Regions from separate parts of the Manis javanica genome. Here region 2 is linked to region 1. The links are chromatin contacts, called in public Hi-C maps. All regions are on one chromosome and are shown on one strand. Each heading gives the region's core, a stretch centred on a gene start, on an enhancer-like site or on the middle of the called end of the contact. The rest is flanking DNA. Distances are from core to core; before and after follow the strand shown. Region 1 holds the start of CCND2 (cyclin D2). Region 2 holds the start of PARP11 (poly(ADP-ribose) polymerase family member 11).

Region 1 (4,954 bases), core at 2,409-4,908:
GAGGCTAGAACGAATTGGCTCTGGCCCTCTGGGGGGCTACTTTTTTCCTTCTTGGTCCCGACTTCACGCTCCTACCGCCTTCTTCACTGCACGGAAAGCAGCCGCGGCTTCGCGAAAGACAGGTCGGGATGGGGGTGGGAAGGAGAGGCAGCCACATGCAAGCACACGCGCGTGAGATGCTCCCCCACCCCCGCCCCAGGACAGCCTAGCTTCTCCCGGATTGTCCTCGTCCCTCCTTCTCCCCCTCCCCCAGTTAATCTTGCATCCTACGAGGGACAGAAATAAAGCCACGCGTCTCGCCAAAGGGCGTGGGGTAACCTCGCGCCCAGGAGCGAGGAGGCAGGCGCAGAAGGCTGCCCTCTCCCAGTATTGGGGGGCGGCAAGAATCCGGGTGGCGACCGACAGAACGTCTGTCTAGAGACCTACCTCCAGCATCCAGGTAGCCACCATCCTGCGCATATAGGGCTGGATGTCCTTCTGCACGCATTTGAAGTAGGAGCACTGGGGAAGGTAGCGCTCCTCGATAGTGAGCAAATTCTGCAAAACGCGGTCGTCGTAGAGCAGGTTGGCGTCCGGCACGGCCCTACGGACCGGGTCCACCTCGCAGCACAGCAGCTCCATGGTCAGCCGGGTGCCCACTCGCTCCCCTACTTTCTCCGAACTGGAAAAGTTTGTGGGGTTTTTTGGGGGGAGGGGGGAGGGGAAAGGGTTCCCCTTACCTCCTTCCTTTGGCTAAACAGGGGCTTTTGGGGGGAAGTTAGGGGCAGAGAGAGAAGCTGGGGCAGAAGAGAGGAAAGGGGTGGGTGGCGAGAGAAAAGAGCTTCGGCGGCTGCTAACTCTGCCTGCCTCCCCTGCAAACTTGTCTCGCTCTCCCCAGCTCGCTCTCTGGTGCTCTCCGAGGCAGTGACGCAAACTGGCTGGGCAGTTACTTCTCCTCCCTCTAGCCTCACCCCCCTCTCTGGTTCCGCCTCCCCTTCCCTCCCCTCCTCCTTTCAATCTCTCCCTCCCTCCCTCCTTTTTCCCTCTTGTTATTAAGGAGAACAGCAGCTGGCCCGACCTAACTTCAAACGCGGTCCCCCGCCCCCCCCACCCCTCTCCTTAGCTCTCCGAGGCCCTCTGCCTCTATGCAGCCCTGTATGCCAGGGGCCCCGGATAGGGGAACCCATAAAAAAAAAAACACCGATTCCTATTTATTCTAATTTCACATATTCTGGAGGTGTTCCCATGCCAAAATACGACCCTCCAGCTTTGGCTTCTTCAAAACTGATTCTTACACTCCTGCCCAAGATCCCGGATGACGGGCAGATTACTTGAAGTTGCGGTGGGCTTAGACAATTTAGAAATAGATATCTTAAGCGGAAAATAAGGAGGGTGATCTTAGAAAACAGCAACCTCGCACACGCAGAGATAAAGGGTATGTCCCTTAAATTTAGGTTCCTGATCATTTCGAAGCTGCTTCAAAAGCCCGATTAAACGGACCAGAAAAATGTCCCCCCCACCCCACCCCCACCCACCTCTCAGAAGCGTGTGGAGAGGAAGAAGAGGAAGGGGTGGGTGTTAGGAGGGAGGGGGAGACTTCTCCGACGTGATAGAATGTGACCCTGGAGCAGAAACCATCCCGTTCCTGGGGGCGCCGCGGGCGCCACTGGGAGACGGGTGAGGCGCCCAGGGCTGTGGCAGCCTGGGGGCAGGGCTGCCGGCGGTTCCTCCGCGGCCAGCGGCCACGCAGAAAAACCCGCTTCCTCGCCCCTGCATCTGCTGACAAGCCGCCCAAGGTGTCTGAGCCGAACGTGGCCACACTGATACAGCTTTCTAGGAAATAGCCCGGGAGGGGGAGGGGAGGGGGCAAAGGAGGGATTAGGTTCGGCTCCCCCTCTCTCTCCCCGCGCAGACACTACCACCCCTTCCGTTTCTAGGAGGCCCAAACTTCCACTCTCGGTTCTGCACCCGCAGAACCCTCCGGGTTCACGCCAGGGCTTTCTCTCCGGGAGCGGGACTGCGGTGGGGACACTGCCAGCGCGGTCGGCTTTGACACGTGCTCCAACGCATCCTCGGGGCAGGGCTCTTACCGGGGATATGGTGGTGTTTCCTCGCCTCCTTCCTCCCGCCACCCCCCGCCCCCGCTCTGCCTTTCAGTGTTACTTCACTTCGGGAGGGAGGGGGGTGCGCCCCGCACCCCCAGCGTGCTGGCCCAACTGGCACGTGCAGCGAGCGTGACGTGGGTCGCGGGGCTCTCCGGACACACGGAGGTCTGCCGAGCGCCTCCTCCACCAAGAGAGGGGACCCGAACCCGGGCCCGCATAGCCAGCGGGCCGGGTGGGGGCGCGGGCTGTGTGAGCTGTTCACTCGGTTCCCTGAAAGCAGGGGGAGGTGGAACCGAGACGGCAGGGAGCGCCTAAACCAGAGGTGCTCAGCGATTAACTCGGGCTACAAGGCCAGCCCCTTTAAGCGAGGGCGGGGCAGAGAGGGCGGGCGGGAGAGTGAGGGGGATACAGCTTTAAAAGGGTGAGTGAGAGTTTGGGGCGCCGTCTCCCCTCCCTCTATTTGCATAGCCAATAGCTCTGGGGCTCCTGCTACTGCGCGCTGATTGTTACCGGGCAGATTACTTTTTTTTTTTTTTTTTGTGGGACGCGTTCCCCGCTACATCAAAAGGAGCCAAGGGAGGGCGGAGGGAGAGCGGGACCGGGGCGGGCCAAGGCGGGCGAGCGGCCGGGGCGCCTCCAACCTTATCAATAGCCCGGGAATTAGTACCCAATCTGCTGTAGGTAAAGAAAGGGGAGGGAAGGGGGCGGGCGAGGAAAATGTCTAATTGCTGTGGAAGCCATTAGCTTTCAGGAAGAAAAAAAGCTCACTGAAAAAACCTAAGTTGCAACTCAAAATGAAACAGTCCCGCGCCGCCGGTGACACTCCGGCTGAGTACAGCATTCCTCGGAATAGAGGCGGTCCCCAACAATCACCTATTGGTTTTAGTCAACTTGGACTTCCCGACTTAAGCTTTTGAGTCACTCCGGGCAAATACATTACCTTAGGTTGTAAGACCCCATGAAGGAATTACTCAGACTTCACCTCAGCCGCATCGGAGCGGTTCAAAGAAAGCTGCCGGGGTTGTAGGGGTGACAGCGGTATTTTCAAAGTATAAATCTAACTCTAATGCCAGGTAAGGACAAGCCCGCGATGGCTTCCAGCCTCTTGACATCGCTTGATGGCTAACCAAGCACCGTCTTTTCGCCTCCTCCCTGCAGGCGCAGCACCCCGAGCCTGGGTCTCCTGCTGGGAGGCGGGAAGAGGCGGGTGGTCGTCCTCCTGGCCTCGCCGACCCTGGGGGTACTGCCTGGGTGGCGAAACCTCAGGGCTTGGGAGCGACCGAGGGCCCTCTCGCCCCTTCCCGCGCCCGGCCCTCGCTCCGTCTGGCTTTCCAGAGAAATTCTGGCGGGGAGAGGGGCACGGGAAAGGTGGCCGCGACCGGGAGGGGCGCGGGCGGCTGCCCCCTCACCGCGGCGCTCTTCACGCACCTTGACCCAAGAGTCCGGACGCTTCCCGCGTGGCAGGCTCACCGCTTCAGGTTCCCCCGTTCACTTCCCCTTCCTATTACGGGCTGTTCCCGAACATGAACCTAGCATCGAATCCGTGCCCCAGTCGCTTTTCAGTCTCCGACACACGGGGTGGGGCGTGAGAGGGTGCGGAGGTTGGCAGGAATGTCTCTGGGAGGCTTGGACTGCAAACCAAGTTTTCCCTTTAGATCGCCACTCCGACCATGTGTTAAAACCTTAATTTTGCTTGTTAAAAAGCACTGCGCCCAGCACGCGGGAAAAGGCACGTTGCTTTCTGGACAAACGAGCGCGTTTCTTTTGAGTGGACAGGTTTAGAGAAAAAGCCCAAGCGCCTTGTACGCTGGTTTTTAAGTCAAACCTGCTCACTGTGGGGGGGAGAGTGGGAACGTTGGTTCTTCCTTATCCCATTATCACCTCTCAAGTCTAAGAAAAATATCCTGTCCTTGTAGGATCAGTGATACACTTCGCGAAGTTAGGTTTTATTGGAATTTTATTCCCTCCGTTGCCGGCTCCCCACCCTCTACTCTTCGCGTTTTGGAGTTTCGGTTGGACAGTGTACAAAACCCTGTAGGTGTAGGGTGCAGCCGGGTGTTGGGTGTTTATAGGCACATTTCTGCAGGAACCTGCAGCGTTAAGCACACAGACTACCGAGGTCACCTGGTGGATGCCCGCCAGCCAGGTGAGCCCGCTGTCGGCTCAGAGCTGCGGGGGCGCGCGAGTTCGAACTCTGCTGGCTCCGCGCAGGGGCGCGCAGGCCAGGGTTGCGTGTGGGGTGGGGGGGGGTGTTCAGACTCTGGAATGGGGGCCACCACCCTTTCCCAAGAGTAGGACTTTGTTCGCTCTGCAGTGAGCGATGGATGGTCAGGCAATCAAAACCGAAAAACCGACGGTTAATTAAAAGTACATGGCCAAGTGTCCGAGCGTTGGTTCCTGGCTCCCGGGGTCCCGGGAAGGATCTAGAGGACATGCAGACGTTGGAATGGGGAGGTAATAGAAGGGAGTGGAAGCAAATGGGTAAAACGTGAGAAAGGAAAAGAGGGACAGGTCGGGGACTGGAGTGCCCCGAGAAGGTGGACGGATGGGGCGAGGGGAAGGAGGTTCCCGAGGCTGGGGCACAGCGACTCCAGGTGAGACTGTGTCCCAGGCCCGTCACGGCGCCCCCGCCGCGCCCCGGGGCGCTCGGGCTCCCGCGGCCGTTAGGGTCGGCCGGGCCTGCGCGCTCATCGCCCGGCCGGGGCGTTCCAGCTTGAACCGGGGCGCTGAGCCCGCGGCGCAGCTGCCGCAGGCGTGGGGCGGTAGGCTCGCGCCTGCCGTCTGTTCACCCACCTAGCATCTTACTCCCCTCCCTCGGAAAAAAAATAGAGAAGAGAAAGATCCGAACTTCCCCCTCTTCCTGTGTGATT
Region 2 (5,745 bases), core at 1,476-3,975, 360 kb after region 1:
AGTTTTCAAATGGTGGCCACTTATCCCAAAATTTTAATACTCTATGTGCTAAAGCTTGTTAGGCCACGGTCTGTGACCCAGGACTAAATGATCACCAAGTCTCTGCCCACCCTTGCTCTCCCAGTGGTCATAAATAAACAATAATAAGAAAAAAAGTTCTTACTAAAATCTGCACAGTTATTTTTGTTTTATGAAATATACTCTCTTCATATTACTTGGGATGTAACAGTATATTTTAAAAGCGCATTCACTTGGTATATGTCCAAATCAGTTGTATTATTCCCAGCCCATTCTCTGACCATCAGCCCAGGCAACCACAAGACTTCAAGGAAATGAAGTACAACCCAACCCCCCAAAATGTGGAGGACCTGTTCCTAATCTTTTCAGTTAAACTTGCTTTGTAAAAAATGCACTCCATCTTTAAGGAAGAGATAATTTCTAAAATAACTTAAACTGCTACTGTTCACTTAGCAAAAGTTGTTAAAGAAAATCACAAAAACACAAGTAACAATGGACTGATTTCATTAATCCTAAATATAAAAGCATCAGTGTATTCAAAGACTTGAATACATGATGAAGCAGATGTAAGGGGGTGTTGAACATTAAGACATATATTAGTAAAGTTTATTTTTCAGTAAGTCAGAGTGAAAATAAATACAGTAATAGAGCTTAAGAGACAGTTGATAAAATTTAACATCTTTTCTCAATTAAAATCTCATGGTAAATGAGGAATAGAAGGAAATTTCTTTAAAGATGATGGTGTATTAAAGAATATCAAGTACAAAGGCAAATTCTTGTCTTACTGCATTAAAGACTAAATGCCCATTATCTTTTCCTGCATTCTTCAAAAATTTTCTGAGGCTTTGACCATTGCAACAGGAAGAGACAAAACTGCATTATTTGTAGGTGATATGATTATCGACATAAAAATTCAAAGATCAGTTGACAAGCTATTAGAACTAATAAGACATTTTCACAGTGTAGTAGGATACAAGAGAAATACACAAAAATCAATAGTTTTCCTAACTTACAGCAAGGAAATATATCTCATTCACAATAATAACAAAATATTACAAAAACAATAATAACAAAAATATGTAGGAACAAATTTCACAAAAATTGTGCAAATATTTGTGGAAAAAATTTATGTACTTAAAAAGATAAAATTCATGAAGAGTGTGTTCGTGAATAGTAAGACTCGTGATTTGGAAAATATTGAAAAAGAAGAGAATTAGGAGATGAATTACTTTGAGAGAGCAAATACATTACAAAGCTATACTTAGTGTGCCAGAGCACAGGAATAAAGAGATAGCTAATAGAATAGACAAGAATGTTCAGCAACAGACACACACACACACCAATTTAGTTTGTGATTAATGGTGGCACTTCAGAGTAATGGGGAGAAGAATGGATTATTCAATATGATATTGGAATAACTGGTTAACCACTTGGCAAAAAGTAAGTGAAAAATAAAAGTGAAGATCCCTGTCTCAATCCATGTACAAGGATAAATTAGAGACTGCAAACTTAAATACTACTTGTGAGTGCTGTTTGGTAATTTGTATTAAAAATTGAAATTCCAGAATCTCCTGAACATTTCCATTTCTAGGAACTAATTCCAAGGAGGTAGACAGACAGATGTACAGAAATGTCTGCACAAGAATGTTTATCGCTGCATCTTTTTTGGAGGGGGAATAGTAAAAAATACAAAACCCCTTACATGTCTAGGTATCACAATGGATAATTTCGTGTGTGTTGTATGTGTGTGTGACATACACACAAACCATGGAATGCCATAAGTCTACTTCAAAATGATGAAATAGATTTATATGTATTAGAATGAAGGATATCCACATCATATTAAGTGAAAAACTCAGGTTCTAAGTCTGTAGGTATTCTTTGATAAATTTTCTTAAATGTGTGGAGGTATATAACAAACTACTTTTTAATTTTTTTTCATTTCTCATAGGTACATTATGCTTTTGTCTAGAAGATTCTTTCCCTCTCTAAATTCTCTTTACTTAGGTAACTTCAATATGAGTACATCCTTGACGTCTTAGCTTAAGCCTCTTAAAGGGGACAGGGAAAGCAGATACTCTCTCCTAGGTAAGCATGCTCTCAGGGAACCCTGTACTTGCCACGCTACCTATAAACCATACTGTTCTTTTTCATTTATCTAAATTCCTTTTTTTGTCGTTGTTTTCTCTCAAGCCTCTAAGCTCCGTGAAGGCATATGAGTGTCTTGTTCACTCCAAAACCCAGCACAGTGTCTGGCAGGTAACTGTCACTTATTGAGCTCTTACTGTATGCAAAATACTGTGCTAAGTGCTTTCAATAACCTCACTACACCCCTGGATAGCTGCTATTATGATCTCCATTCTGAGGATGAGAAAACTGAAAGTCAGATTGTGAAATTTGTCCCAAGTGCTGTCGGCCCCGCTGGGATTAATTCCCAAGTCTGCCGCTCTTGGCCACTACACTCACCATATGGTGATCGGTATATCGGAGGAAATCCTCCCAGCCATGGGTGGGGATGCTGCACTGGGGGTTGAGCACTGGAAGGGCCTTTGAACCGTAGGCCCTTTAAACTCCATTGTAACAGCAAGCCCCGCCCATTGCGAGCCTCCCGCGGAGCACGTTAGGGAGCGACAGAGGCGGGGCGAGCTTCCGGGGAGGGGCGGGGCCAGCGCTGGTTGGCTGGTTTCGAGCGGAAGTCGTGAGGTTCGGTGGTCCGAAGACGCTGGCTTGTGACCGGGAGGGGGAGAAGGAAGGCCAGCGTAAAGGTTGCCGCTCCATCCGATTTCTCCTGCGACCATCGAGAAAAAAACCAGCACCTCGGCCCAGCGGTTAGCCCCTTCCCCCAGGCTCTCTCCGCCCGATTTCACCACCGTTATGTGGGAAGCGAATCCAGTGAGTAGCCGGGCGGGACGGGGCGGACCCAATGGGCGGGGCCGGTGGGAGAGGGGGTTCCCGCGAACTGCTCCCACTCACCCGCGCTAGGCTGGGTGTTGAGTTCCGGGAGCCTGAAGATCCAGCCCTTGAGGCTTTTACAGTCTCTGGCTTTTTGCGTGTTGGAGATGGCTCGATTCGGTATTGCTTTCCTATTACAATTGTTATTATTTTACTTGATGTGGTTTCTCCGCCGGCCTCCCTTCACCGTTTTTTTTTTTAATTTTGTGTTTTGCTTTCTAATTGGAGTCACTGGGCTTTGAACCTGTACTCTTCTTTTGCCTCCGGTGTACTTGCCAGTCCGCCCCATCTGAAGCTTGGGGATTCGACCCCTGTGTCTTGAATGGGCCTCGGAGGAACCGTCATTACTCCTTGTCCCTCCCTGGTGGACAGCCATTTAATACTTGGGAGACCAGGTGTATATTCGAAGCCTTTAGATCGTGAAGTTCTTAGAATTTCTTTTTCCAGTGGACAGAACTGATGACCTGGAACGTTTCAGCTGCGTCTTGTTTCCCTCGTTTGTCTTCTGTATTCGCATTCTGTCTGCATGTATTTTGTCTGCTATGCTTTTATACATTTGTTTATTTCATGTGCAGCCTTCTCACGGTGGAATCTACTTGCCAAGAGTATTCCACTCATCTCTTACCAGAGTTGAAATCGCCTGGTAACAGGGCAGATGTACACTGTTTACACCTTGTGAGTTGACTGAAAATAATGGCAGAATCATATTTCAGCAAATTGACTAAATAGAGGAAACTACCCCATACGCAGAGATCACTGCCTACATTTACTTCATGACCCTGTTTCCCACTTGCAACCACTCCTTTGCTGTAATCAGTGCTGCTTTTCTTTTTTCCCTCCCCGGAATACATTTCCAGTGAACTGATAAAAGAGCTTATCAGTTTATTCTGTTACATTTTCAGTTTTCATCCAGTGGAAACAAGGCCGTTAATCTGCATTTGTTGGTCGCACATTGTGGTTCCATCCCAGTCCACCATGTACTGATGGTCATTGTCTAGGGTTTGTTTTTGTTGTTTTTTATTCAAACATGAATACTGTAATATCAGGCCACATCAGAGGAAAGTAAGTAATTGCTGGTATTTGATTTTGTCAAAAATAATTTTGAGTTATGAGAATGTGCTCTCTGCTTATATATTCAGACTGTCATCACAGTCTTCCTTTTATATCATTATATATGTGTATGTATCAATTTTTATTAGCAGTCCTTTTCATCTTGATTTCTCCAAAACAAACCTTTTAGTCACCCAAGTACATGTCGTGCTCTAAATCACATGTTTTAAGTTTTTTACTATGTTGTACGCTCCATATGGGCAGGGATTTTTGTCTGTTGTTTATTATGGCAGACTAGAGAACAAACAGCACATGGTACATAGTAGGCACTCAGTAAATATTTTTGAATTAACAAAGGTGATTGGATTAGTACTAGAGAGAGTCCTTTGCACCAATGCTCATCTCCCTTTGGTGTCACATACACATCAGCATTTGCTATTGTATCATATGTATGTTTGTGAGGGTTATAAAGTCATTAATGACTCATATATTTGGTTTGTTACATTGTTATCTCATTTCTTTATAAGAAATGCTGTTTTCTCTGAAGTTTTTCTAACAATGTTGCTTGATTTCAGTGGAGCAGACTGACTGACTTTTCTTGGTAGTGCTGAAGCTTCCACATAAAAATCCCATATTCTTCTTTCAACCCTTATTCTCCTGCCACCCTAATGTGTCTCAGTGCTGTGTTTTCTTACTGATACTGTTTTTCTTCCTATGAGCCTATGAATCCTGTCAATATGGACAGTTTAATTTTTTAAAATACTGTGACATTCTTCATGTAGGTTTCTCCATTGACCTGTTAGTTTCTTTTAATAGAGGAGACATCTGGATAGTCCAGCTGTGCTCATGGAATAAGTCAATTTTTGTTACCCTAAGCCAAACAAAATTGGGAAGATTTAAAAACAAAAATCCACAATGCATCCTGAAGATAAATGCAGGTGACTTTTGCATTACCCACCAATTTAAATAATTATTCACCATTTCTTTCCATTGAATGAGAGAATAAGTTCTGCATTGTGAAGGAAGGGCATTCTGAGCCGCTTTAATTAAAGATTTCTGCCTAGCTTCTCCCTATTTCTGGTAGCATTCATGACCTTAATATGCCACCTATAATCTGCAAATATACCTCCTATTGCAATATACCTTCTGTGTGATACTGTATCCCCTTCACAAGTATTTTGAGGAATTAGCACATTGAAGCTGGGCCTGGCTGTACTCAGAAGCAGCTTCCCCTTCCAAGTGAAAGTGTCCATGACATGATTTGGTGTGGAAAATCACCACTGAGCTTGCAACATTGCTTTGTGGGAGCAGAGGTGACCCAAAACGGGATAACCAAGGAGTTATAAATAAATTTTATCTCAGTACACAGTTTTATTATATTTTTCAAGACAGTCATGAAATCAGTGATGATTCTGCTCAAGGTTTTCACTGGCTAGGCATGTTGGGGTAAGCATAATGTCCCTGCCAAGGCAGCCCAGACTGACAGAAGCACCAGGCACCTTCAGTTCTGATATGGGCAGTTCTCCATCCACCTGCGGGACGCAGCCCTTGTCTGACCTTTCCCCAGTTTAAGAAAATGGCAAAGTCTGTAGAAAGGAGTTGTGCGGGCTACCATTGCTGCCTTGACTGTGTACCCTGCCTTTATCTTGCCTTTTCCTGTCTCTCTGTTGTCTCATCCCTCTTTGCTGGGATTGGAATAAGTAGATCATTATTACCCATCTGTTT

What was found. Hi-C and Micro-C count contacts between places; a contact is called where the count stands out from the background.
Region 2: a contact with region 1 is called in a Hi-C map of blood, with 6 times the contacts expected there. The contact joins the promoter of PARP11 here to the promoter of CCND2 in region 1. A contact is called at or near these places in 2 of 2 Hi-C or Micro-C datasets (blood and fibroblasts).

Annotation. Positions count from the first base shown.
Region 1 is chr15:28,030,585-28,035,538 of MJ_LKY, forward strand. It overlaps CCND2 (cyclin D2), which reads right to left and starts at 3,659. Exons shown (of 6, transcript XM_017671362.3): 1 at 3,513-3,659; 2 at 427-661. The coding sequence starts at 621. All of the region lies in intron 1 of LOC108403977 (a long non-coding RNA gene), which reads left to right.
Region 2 is chr15:28,393,627-28,399,371 of MJ_LKY, forward strand. PARP11 (poly(ADP-ribose) polymerase family member 11) reads left to right here and starts at 2,726. Exons shown (of 11, transcript XM_017670488.3): 1 at 2,726-2,910.